Linked DNA regions of Rattus norvegicus: region 1 is linked to region 2. A link is a contact called in public Hi-C data. All regions are on one chromosome and are shown on one strand. The core of a region is the stretch at or near the end of the contact, and the rest is flanking DNA. Distances in the headings are between cores, read along the strand shown. Region 1 has its middle 8.6 kb from the start of Cebpb. Region 2 holds the start of Snai1 (snail family transcriptional repressor 1).

Region 1 (5,910 bases), core at 1,146-3,645, 140 kb before region 2:
GTCTGTGTGCCTGGTGTCTGCAGAGGCCAAAAGAAGGGGTCAAATTCCCTACAGCTAGAGTTACAGACGGTTGTGAGCCCCCATATGGGAGCTAGGAATCGAACCTAGGTCCTCTGGAAAAGCAGCCAGTGCTCTTGATGTCTTAGTTAGCGTTCTACTGCTGTGAACAGACACCATGACCAAGGCAAGTCTTATAAAGGACAACATTTAACTGGGGCAGGCTCACAGGTTCAGAGGTTCAGTCCATTATCATCAAGGCGGGAGCATGGCAACGTCCAGGCAGGCATGGTGCAGGAGGAGCTGAGAGTTCTACATCTTCATCTAAAGGCTGCTAGCAGAAGACTGGCTTCCAGGCAGCTAGGATGAGGGTCTTATAGCTCACACCCACAGTGACACACCTACTCCAACAGGACTACCCCTTCTAATAGCGCCACTCCCTGGGCCAAGCATATACAAACCATCACACTTCACTACCCTCTGCCCTGCCCCCTCTATGATCTCATGTTAACTGAAGAAAAAACTTTGAGGTGGGAACCTGCTATAGTTTTGGGAGAGGGTGGAAGCTCCTGCTCAAAATGGAAGGCATAAGAAAGTTGGAACCAGGGGTTGGGGATTTAGCTCAGTGGTAGAAAGCGCAAGGCCCTGGGTTTGGTCCTCAGCTCCCGAAAAGAAAGAAAGAAAGAAAGAAAGAAAGAAAGAAAGAAAGAAAGAGAGAAAGAAAGAAAGTTGGAGCCATGTAGACGGGGGCCAAGCAGTTCACCCCAAACCCCACCGAGCCTCTATTTTATCCTAGCTCATTGCCTGAGTGCTCAAACCCAGTGCTCAGCAGACTGAGAAGAGGGTACCAGCTTCAGCTACATAATGAGTTCAGGACCAACCTAGATGACAGAGTAAGCCTGTCTCAGTGGTTGGGGAATAATCAGAAAAAACACACCAGTTTACCCTTCCAGGCTCCTAGGGGGTCAGAACGTGGGTGTTAGTGGGGCCAGGTGCCCACTGGGACACCCACAAAGTGGCTTCTTCGTCCCTGAGTTCAGCCCTCACTAGGGTGGCCCACAGGGCTGATGGATGGATAAGCGGTGTGTCTGTGACTGCAGCCCTCTATTCCACCGTGTCCCCAAGAGCTGCTTCCTCCCTGTGTGGTTTCCATGGGACCTTAGTACATGGTCCACATTGGCTTTCCTGGTATCCTCTCCCATGTGACCGGTGTTCCCCATCTCCCAGCATGTGCTTCTGACATGGCAACGGGCTTCTCCAGTATCGTCGAAATGGAAGCTACCAGACCTTTCTAGGCTTAAATCCAATAGTGGCTCCGGGACAGAGGTTACATACAGCCTTTGTCCAGCAAAAGACCTCCACCCTCGAGACCTTCAGGTCAGTCTCCCATCAGTGTGACAAAATGCCTGAGGGAAACATGGACTAATGCAATAGAGGGTGGTGGTCATGTGACTCAGCAGGTGAAAGTTACAGTAGCCCGGGGGCCACCGTTCAATCCCTGAACCGCATGTGGAAGGAAAGAGCTGGCTTCTGAGGTGGCACGTAGGGGACAAAGATGGGAGGACCAGGAGTTCTGAGGCTGTCCTGGGCTATAGAGAGAGTTTGAGGCCAACCTGTGCTACCTGAGAGTCAATAATTTAGACACAAAGGGGGCTGGAGTTACAGTCCAGACATTGGCATTGTCAAGCATCTCCTCTCTCGCGATGTTATGTAAATAGTTCTCCTTCAGCTCTGATTGGCTAATACAGAGCTGATCAGCCAATAGCTGGGCTGGGAAGGAGAAGGCGGGACTTCTGATTCCAGTGGGGGACCAGAGAGAGGGGCAAGGGCCATGAGAACTCACCAGGAGGGTCACCAGGAGAGGGTGCGTGGAACAAGAGCAGCCAGAGCAAGACTAAGATAGCAGGTAATGCCATGTGACTGGGAAACAACCAGACCACTATGGCCAGGTTAGAACAGATGAGAACCCTGCTATAACACAAGAGGCTTTTTAATAGGTGTACCAGCTCTCTATGTCATTATTTCAGAGGCAGAGCGGGCGAAGAAAAGCCCCAAACATTTACATGCGCTCAGGGGTAAGAGCCCTGGCTGCTCTTTTGCGGGCTGGCTCAGCTCCCAGCACCAACTTGACAGCTCACAGCCGTCTGTAACTCCAGTGAGTTTCAGGTGATCTGACGCCCTCTTGCGGCCTCTGCAAGCACTGCGTGCACATGGTGGTCGGACATACATGCTGGCACACAGCATAAAAAAAATCTAAATCTAAAAAAAGTCTTTAAAATACGTAGAGACACAAATGAAATTAGCCAGCGGGAGAAAGGATTTCTATGTTGTCCCACTGTTTCAGAGGATCCTGTCCCGGGTCAGCCGCTCCGATGCCATGGGCCGGAAGCCAGGCTGAAGCATTGTGGCAGAAAGCCATACAGAGGAAAGGTACATAAGACTGCAGTGCAGATGCAGAGAGAGGAGAAGGCGTGCCCTCAGTTCCCATTTCCCGTGACAGCCCCAGCTCCGAAGAGCTGAACTTGCCTGGTCCCAGGGTTAACCTCAGGTGATGTTCAGTCTCTGCTCATTAACACTGCCCCAACCCACACCCTCAACCCAATGCGCATCTAAGCCTTCAACGCCCCAGCCTCTGCAGGATTCAAATACAGACGACAACAGAAAGCCTGCCACTAACCTTTGTCCATTCTGTTCCCGCCTCTGTAACCCCTTCCTGCTCTGTTTGGGCCAAGGCAAACCACACACCCCTTCTATACATTGTCTAAGTCACTATTCCAAGGGCGTACAGTGGGCTCAGAAGCAGTGGTTTGAGGGCCCCATGTCAGAAACACACACACACACACACACACACACACACACACGCACGCACGCACGCACGCACGCACGCACGCCCGCCCTATGGGCCAAAGCTCTCTCTGGATACACCTGCAGGTGAGGTGCGCAGAGCCACCGCCAGAGGGCGCTTCCGCCCAATGTCGCCTGACATCAGATCGCTAACCAGAAGATGACCCTGAGTGAACCAGGCCAGACAACCTACTCTGCTCTGCCTCCCGGAGAGCCAGCGTCTACCCTGCTTGACTTCTGTGTGCACAACATCTGCGTGGGCAGGTATCCTACAGTGGGGTGGCTTTCTGTGTAGAGACCCGCTGTTACCTCCCACCCACCCCAGTGATAGCTTGGGTTTTGGTGCTGAAAATGGAACTTAAAATAAAAGTTGCATTTATTTATTTGTGTGGAGGGTGCAGTCATGCCACAAGGGGGCGTGTGAAGGTCAGGGGACAACCAGTTAAGAATCAGTTCTCTTGTCACCATGGGGATCTTGGAGATTGAATGTAGGTCTTCAAGTTTAGCAACAAATGCCTCTTGACCCACTGAACCATCTTGCTCAGCCCCAACGTTTTTCTTTAAGTTTTTATTTTTAGATTTTTTTTCTTTTTTCTTTTGTTTTTTTTTTTCGGAGCTGGGAACCGAACCCAGGGCCTTGCGCTTGCTAGGCAAGTGCTCTATCACTGAGCTAAATCCCCAACCACTATTTTTAGATTTATTTATTGTATCATGGGGTGTGTTTGCTGCGTTTATGTATATCACCTACATACCTGGAGCCTAAAAACTTCCAAAGAGGGTGTTGTGTCCCCTAGACCCGGAGTTTTGGATGGTTGTGAACCAACATGTAAGCACCAAGAATCGAACTAGGATCCTCTGCAAAAACAAGAGCTCTTCATTGCTGAGTCAACCCTCCAGCCCTCTGACTGCCAAAGCTGTCCTTGAACTTCCATTCTTCCTACCTCAGCCTACCCTATAGCTGGGATTATAGGCCTGGCCACAAGGTCTTGTGTAGCCGAAGATGACTATGAACTTCCGGTCCTCCTGCCTCTGCCTCCATGGTGGAGGTGGGTATCAACAGATCCAGTTCGTGAGGCTGGGAATGGACCCAAGGCTTTGTGCGGCATAGGTGAGGGCTCTACCTCTGGTCCGCCCACTCTTTAAGTGTTTTGATTATGAAACAAACAATTTAAGATTTAGAGAGAAGATACATAGTTGCTCCGTTATTACCATCTGATGCTTAATTTGATACAACGCAGGCCTTGTTATCCTTTCTGAGCTGTTAAAATGGGAGCGCCAGAGTTTACTCTGCCAGACCCAGTAGGTGCGCTGAGACTAGAGTTTCACTAATATAAACCAAAGCATTTCTATGGCTCCGGCTCACTTGGATGGCACCACTGGCCTCAGCTATTTATGTCCTCTAAGATGCAGATGTGGCCTGCCACTCTCTGTTGCCTCTTCGCTGTCCTGTGGCTGGAACATTTGTTCGTTCTCTTTCTCTCTTTCCTTCTTTCTTTCTTTCTTTCTTTCTTTCTTTCTTTCTTTTTTCTTTCTGTCTTTCTTCCTAAATGCATTTTTAAAGGGTTTGTTTATTTCTTGTGTTTACAGTGTTCTGCCTGAGTGTTCACCTGCTCCCCAGAAGACAGCTCCAGATCTCATTATAGATGGTTGCAAGCCACCATGTGGTGCTGTGAATAAAACTCAGGACTTCGGGAAGAGCAACCGTCTCTCTCTGGCCCTCATCTTTCTTTTCTTTCTTTTTACAGGGTCTTTCTATATAGACCTGTCTTGGTATCCTAGAACTCAGGACAGTCCTCCTGTCTCAGCCTCCCAAGGGTCAGGCTTGTGAGACCTCTGCTATTCTTTTTGTCCTGCCATTTTGGAAACCTGTGGCTTGTCCTTTCTGGTCTTGTATGCCTACAATGTCCCATGGGAGCAGAGCCCTGTAGCTCCCATGTGGGTGCAGCAGGTCTGGAGGGCTAGAACCTCAGCCAGATGCCGCCACCAAGGGCTGTGACTTCAGCCCTCACACCAGCTGCCTGGCCGCTGGAGTATTTTGATGACACAAAAGCCGTTGTCCCCAGAGACATCCAGGGAAAGCACAAAGCTTTCTAAGACTGAGGACCACGGATCCTTCCTGACATGTTCTATTTATCAGAGAGGAGAAGGACAGTCAGAAGTATGTCTGTCTGTCTGTCTGTATTTGTGCATATCTATATCTGTCTCTGTATTTGTGTTTGTCTCTGTATCTGTCTTTCTATATGCATGTCTGGTGTGTCTGTCTGTGTTTACGTGTGTGTGTGTGTGTGTGTGTGTATCTTTCTGTCTGTATTTGTGTGCATGTGTGTCTGAGTGTGCTTGTATCTGTCTTTGTTTGTGTATCTGTTTGTCCTTCTGTATGCCTGTCTGTGTATGTGTCTGTGTGTATGTCTGTGTGTATGTCTGTGGGTGTGTGTTTCTGTGTTGTGTCTATGTGTCTATGTCTCTGTGTGTCTTCTTTCTCTGTGTGTGTGTGTGTGTCTGTCTGTGTGTATGTGTGTGTGTGTGTTTAGCTGCACATCAGAGGTTAAAGGTTAACATGAGGTAACTTCCTCAGTCTCTCTCCACCTTGTTTTATGAGTCAAGGTTCCTCGCTAAACCTGGAGCTCACTCATTCAGCTCAGCTAGCTGCCAGTGAGCCCCAGGATCCCCCTGTCTCTGCCTCCGGGCACTGAGATTACATAGATGCACTCCCCTCTTTATGTCGGAGCTGGGGATCAAACTCAGGTCTTTATACTTGCTCAGCAAATGCCTTACCAGTGAGCCACCACCCCCATTCAGACAGGATCTCGTGTAGCCCAGGATAGCCTAGAACTCAACAAACTTCCTGACTAGAGATGTGTCCCTCCAGACCCTGCTCTTAAAGAGACGGCTCAGCGGTTAAGAGCACCGATTGCTCTTCCAGAGGTCCTGAGTTCAATTCCCAGCAACCACATGGTGGCTCACAACCATCTGTAATGGGATCTGATGCCCACTTCTGGTGTGTCTGAAGACAGCTACAGTGTACTCACAGACATAAAATAAATCTTTTCTTTAAAAAAAAAAGAACAT
Region 2 (5,323 bases), core at 569-3,068:
CTGCTCTCCCAAAGTAGAGCCCCACAGCTTAGCAACCCTGCAGGAAAGGCCAGCCCAGCCTGTTACACTTTTATAGGTTAAATCTGAGGCAATCTATGCCCGGAGGAGCAATGGGTAAGTAGTCTTATTCATGTAATAAAGGTGTCAATGAGACCTGCAAATACCACCCCCTGGCCCGAGGCCTCACTGCTCCAATGCTGGCCACAGGAAGCACAGCTCCAACGGGCCAGCTCACACCCCAAAGCTGCCCCAACAGGAATCTCCACCAAGACTGGCTGAAGCCTTTTCCTCACACTTCTAGAAGCTTAGTGTTCCAAGGCTGAGAGGAGAGCAAAGTCATTTCATTTTTTTAAAATGATGCATTTATTCTATTCTCTTATTCTATGTGGATTGCTGTTTTGCCTGTATGTGTATCTGTATGAGGGTGTCATATCCCCTCTAACTGGACTTACAGACAGTTGTGAGCTACCGTGTGGTGCTGGGAATTAAACCAGGGTTCTTAACCACTGAGCCACCCTCCCAGTCCCTGGGAAGTCATTTCTTAGCGGCACCTGTACCCAGCACTTCACTCTGTACAAAAGCCCCACAAAGTGTTCTTAGGTTGATTTTAGAAATGGGGAGACCGAGGAAGTTCTCAACCGAGGATTCAAGGCCAGGTGGAGAATATCCTGTCTACCAACATCCTGTCTGGCTTCTACAATGCCCTCCCGAACAGCAAGGAACTGGACAGAGAACAACCAACCAACGTCTACTTTGTCCACTGCTTGGCAGCGACGGGAGTTAAGTGTTGAGTCCCCCAGGGTCTGAGTGAGGCCAAACAAGACTCAGCACTCAGCTATGTACACTCACCAGTGTGGGTGCGGACGTGGCCCTGGAGCAGCCAGGGCCTGGAGAAGGCCTTTCCGCAGGTCGTGCAGACGCAAGGCAGCGTGTGGCTTCGGATGTGCATCTTCAGAGCGCCCAGGCTGAGGTACTCCTTATTACAATATTTGCAGTTGAAGGCCTTCCGGGACTGGGGGTCCTTGGCCACCGAGAGCCTGGCCAGCTGCTTGGGAAGTTGGCCCAAGCCCGGGAAGGCAATGAAGGCCTCGGCTTCCAGGGATGAGGCCGAGGTGGAAGAGAAGGACGACGGCGCCGGCGAGGGCGGGCTGGGCGGCTGGGAGCTTTTGCCACTGTCCTCATCGGACAGAGAAGTCAGCTCTGCGGCCCTGGGGCTCTCCCGCAGCGGGAGGGTGGCCCAGGCCACCGGCTGTACTTGGGGCACCAGGAGAGAGTCCCAGATGAGGGTGGGCAGCGAAGCGGCGGGGTTGAGGACCTCGGGCGGAGGGATGGCCGCCAGCAGGTGGGCCTGGTCGTAGGGCTGCTGGAAGGTGAACTCTGCGGGAAGAGACAGCAGGGAGTCAGCTGAGCCGATTCTCGGGGCGCCAAATAGGGGGGCTCCCCGCCCGCCCCTCCCCCACCCGGGCTCCGCAGGGCTGCCCGCCTTCGGGTCTTCACTCGCAGAGCCTCCCCGTCCCGGGTCACAGACGCCCTGGGTGGACCCCAACTGCCAAGACCTGGAGCTCCAGATCCACCTGTCGCGCCCGCAGAGCCCGATTCTCTCCGCCGCACCCTTGAGATCCCCGAACCGCCCGCGTCCCGCACCCCGCCACGCACCCACACACGCGTCCTGCAGCTCGCTATAGTTGGGCTTCCGGCGGGGGTCGGACGGCTTCCTGACCAGGAAGGAGCGCGGCATGGTGGCCGGAGCGACCTAGGTAGTCGGGGTCACCGGGTCGCGCAAGGTCGGTAGACAACTCTGCTCGCGAGGCCCGGCCGCGGCACTGCGATCCCCTCGGACCAGCAAATTCCTTTAAGTACCAGAGCTGGGGGCGTGGCCTCGGCTACGATCACGCCCCTTTGTCAAGATTGCGCCAATAGCTGACGGCGGCGGGGCCGGAGACCGGGATCAGAGCAGGTGCGCCTGGGCTGCAGGGGCTCCCGCCGCGTGGCGCTGAGATTGGGCTTGGGCTCCTCTCGGGCCGGACCGTGCGGTGTCCCAGCGCCTCGGGCGACCCCTGGTGGCCGCACTTGCCCCCCGCCGAGCGCGGGGGCCCCCCAAGATACCTGAGTTGTTCACCTTTGGGCACGGGGGAGCAAGAAAAGTGCGGCTCTGCACGTGCTTAGGAGTTCCTAGAGCTGTCAGTACAGCCCAGGACAAAACAAGCAATGCCCTACCCTATCTAAGGATGGCTTCCAAGGATGGAGGAGACAGTCGGAGTAAACAGAGGATTTTAATGCTAAAGGGAGGGGTGATTTGATGAAGGGAGGTAGGGAGAGACAGCTGTGACCGTCAATGGACGGTCACCTGACAGGGGAGGGTGTCCATGACTTCCCAGAGGAAGTGAAGAAGCACGGAGGGGAAAGGCCCGAGGTTAGAGTCAGTAATTTCAGCCTGCCCAACCTTTGAGAGCAGTTCCCAGGATGAGGTTGGTGTGGGCAGGCCTCGAGGGGTCCTCGAGGTTTCTGGCCTCGGGTCTTTGGAGGAGTTTGGACTTTGCCTTAAGGGCACTGGGGAGTCACGGAAGGACTTTCAGCTGAGGATGGATGCGTTTAGAGTTGCGTTGTGAAATACCACTGAGGACAGGTGCGAGGCAGAGGTAGCGAAGACCAGGGCTGAGACTCTTGACTTCCTGAAAATCGTGTTGGAAGGGTCCCTGGGAGGAAGTGTGGCCCGGGAAAACAAGTCCACATCCCATATTATGGAGCTATAAACACCTGTAAAGTGGAGGGGCTATGGAAACCTCTAGGGCCCCGCGCTAGAAGAACCACTGAGTCTCGAGGCACTGGAGGTAACGACAGTGAATAGAATCAGACGCCCAGCACTGGTAGGAGGATGGTCAGACAATAGGCAAATAGGGTGCAGAACACTGCCCTCTGCGCAGATTTAGTTCATCCATGAATCTCCCCTTGAGTCCAGAGGGAGAGCACTCAGCGTCCCACCACCACCCTCGTCCCAACTGACAGGTCAGGTGACTTTTCTCCACCCCCTACGCTCAATGAACAGTCTTTCCTACCACAGGACCTTGGTACCTGCCTGACTCCTGACCTGTTTTCTCTCCCAGATCTACACCTGGCTAGACTTCCTTTCATCCTTTGTTTCTGCAGCGAGCAACCCGCCCCCGCGGCCCCCCAAACCTCCTCGGAGCCTCCTTAGTAAGGAGGGAAAGAGAAAGGTAAATGGAGCCCAAGGGGAGGCCCGTTCACGCCCTCACACCTGTCAGAGCCTTCAAAGTAAAACTTGGTCAAGTGATGGATGCTGGCATACCGCCGCTTAGAAAAGGTGTGACTTAGCCCCTAACAGGTGACAGGCGACTCTCCACACCCAGGAAGCTGCCTTCCTAGGCCGGACTGCCACCCAGAGTTTTTCAGCCAAGCTTTCCTCGAGAGAGTGTCTGAAAACACCTAAGCCCGCCCTGCCCTCACAGGCAGACACATCCTGATTTGATTATCTAAGGGCGGGGCTGTTGGCATTCGCATTTTAACTGTCAAAAGGACTGGATGCCTCTAAAAAGTAACCAAAGCTAAGAACCCATAGCCAGCCTCAAACCCAGACCAAACAACACGACAGCCCTGACACCTGTACCCCACCTCCAGCCCCACCCCCCACAGGGTTTTTCCGTGGACCAGGCTGCCCTTGAACTCAGAGATCCACCTGGCTCTACCTCCCAAGTGCTGGGATTAAAGGTGTGTGCCACCATTGCCTAGCTGGCACCTGGGTTCTTAATATCAAAAGGAAAATGGAAGAGAGAGTGTGAAAAAAGACCAGAAACCCCCAACAAAACCAAACCCTCAGATATCGCTCAACTGTAGACATGAACTAACCAGACTACATACCCACAGTGGAAGACCATACAGCAACAAAAAAATAACTACGGCCAGATTGGGTGGGGTGGGGGAGACACATCTGTGTTCCTTCTACTTTGGAGGCAGAGACAGGAAGCTTGGAGTTTCGAGGCTAGTCTTGGCTGAAGAGTGAGAGTCTGTCAGGAAAAGGAAGGCAGGAAGGCTGCATGTACAGTTCTATGCAACCACGGAATGACTCCCAGCCCATAGTGACGAGCAAAAGCCAGAAACAGGTGTGCGGTTACCTGTAGCTGGTCAGAGGCAGGCAGAGTGAGTGGAATAGAATTCAGGGATGCTCCCTGCACTTCCGGAATGAAAGTGGAAGGGTGCTTAATGCAGAATCTTTCTCTCTCTCTCTCTCTCTCCCTCCCTCCCTCTCTCTCTCTCTCTCTCTCTCTCTCTCTCTCTCTCTCTCTCTCTCTTTCTGTTTTGGTTCTTTTTTCGGAGCTGGGGACCAAACCCAGGGCCTTGTGCTTGCTAGGCAAGCGCTCTACCACTGAGCTAAATCCCCAACCCCTCTTTTTTTTTTTTTTTTCTAAGACTGTATTTCCTTATTTATTGTTGTTTTTGAGACATAGTATCACTTTGTAGCCCTGGCTGTCCTGGGACTCACTCTGTAAACAAGGCTGGTCTCACACTCACAGACAATTGCCTCTGCCTCCCCAGAGCCGGGATTAAAGGTGTGTGCAGGCACTGCCCAGCCCTGTTTCTTATGATTCTATTAATGTGTATGCACCTGTGGGAGTGCACACCACATGAGCAGATGCCCTCAGAGACCAGACTCCCCTGGCATTTGAGGTTGTGGGCCACATTGTGGCTGCTGGGAAACAAACTCGGATCCTCTGTAAGGGCTACTGTTCTTAGCTGCTGATATTCATATTCATTCTCTCTCTCTCTCTCTCTCTCTCTCTCTTTCTCTCTCTCTCTCTCTCTCTCTCTCTCTCTCTCTCTCTCTCTCTCTCTCTCTCTCTCTCCAGGGCTTTCTTGAATTCCAGGTCCTCCTGCTTCCATCTCCCTAGTGCTGAGGTCAGGAACCACCTCAGAATGCTAGGGTTCAAAGCAAGGGGCCTGTGTGAGCTACACTAAAGCCCCCTCCGCCCCCAATTCTTTTGCAGTTATTTTGAATCTTTTTTTTTTTTTTTAAAGACAGGGTCTGTCTCGAAGTCACTATGTAACCAAGGATGTCCCTAAACATCTGACCTTCCCTTCCCAGGAGCAGGCATCACAGGTCTCCAGAGACCACCTGAAGGAAAGGTATTTGGCCTGCACAGGAAACAAAGTCTTTTTTTTTCCAAGATAAGGGGAGGTCTTTCCGAGCAGTCTTCCAACTTCAAAGAGACAATTCAAAGTCTTTTGGTTTGACTGATTGATAAAAGACAGGTACCATGTAGCCCAGGCTGTCCTCTGCCTTGCCCTGTAGCCTCCAATAGCCTTGAAC

The links. A called contact is a pair of places that touch in the nucleus more often than the background predicts.
Region 1: a Hi-C map of hepatocytes shows a contact between it and region 2, with 2.8 times the contacts expected there. The contact joins the enhancer-like site here to the promoter of Snai1 in region 2. A contact is called at or near these places in 9 of 12 Hi-C or Micro-C datasets (the A7r5 cell line, the Rat2 cell line, Schwann cells and 5 more).

The regions. Positions count from the first base shown.
Region 1 is chr3:176,805,431-176,811,340 of GRCr8, reverse strand. No RefSeq gene overlaps it. Among named protein-coding and RNA genes, the nearest start is that of Cebpb, 8.6 kb to the left of the region's middle. Within about 2 kb of position 2,395, at least 7 of the 93 cell types and tissues checked have an H3K27ac peak or open chromatin away from gene starts, as enhancers often do. A contact at or near this core is called in hepatocytes and liver, where this site is marked.
Region 2 is chr3:176,663,971-176,669,293 of GRCr8, reverse strand. It overlaps Snai1 (snail family transcriptional repressor 1), which reads right to left and starts at 1,818. Exons shown (of 3, transcript NM_053805.1): 1 at 1,657-1,818; 2 at 850-1,377. The coding sequence starts at 1,738.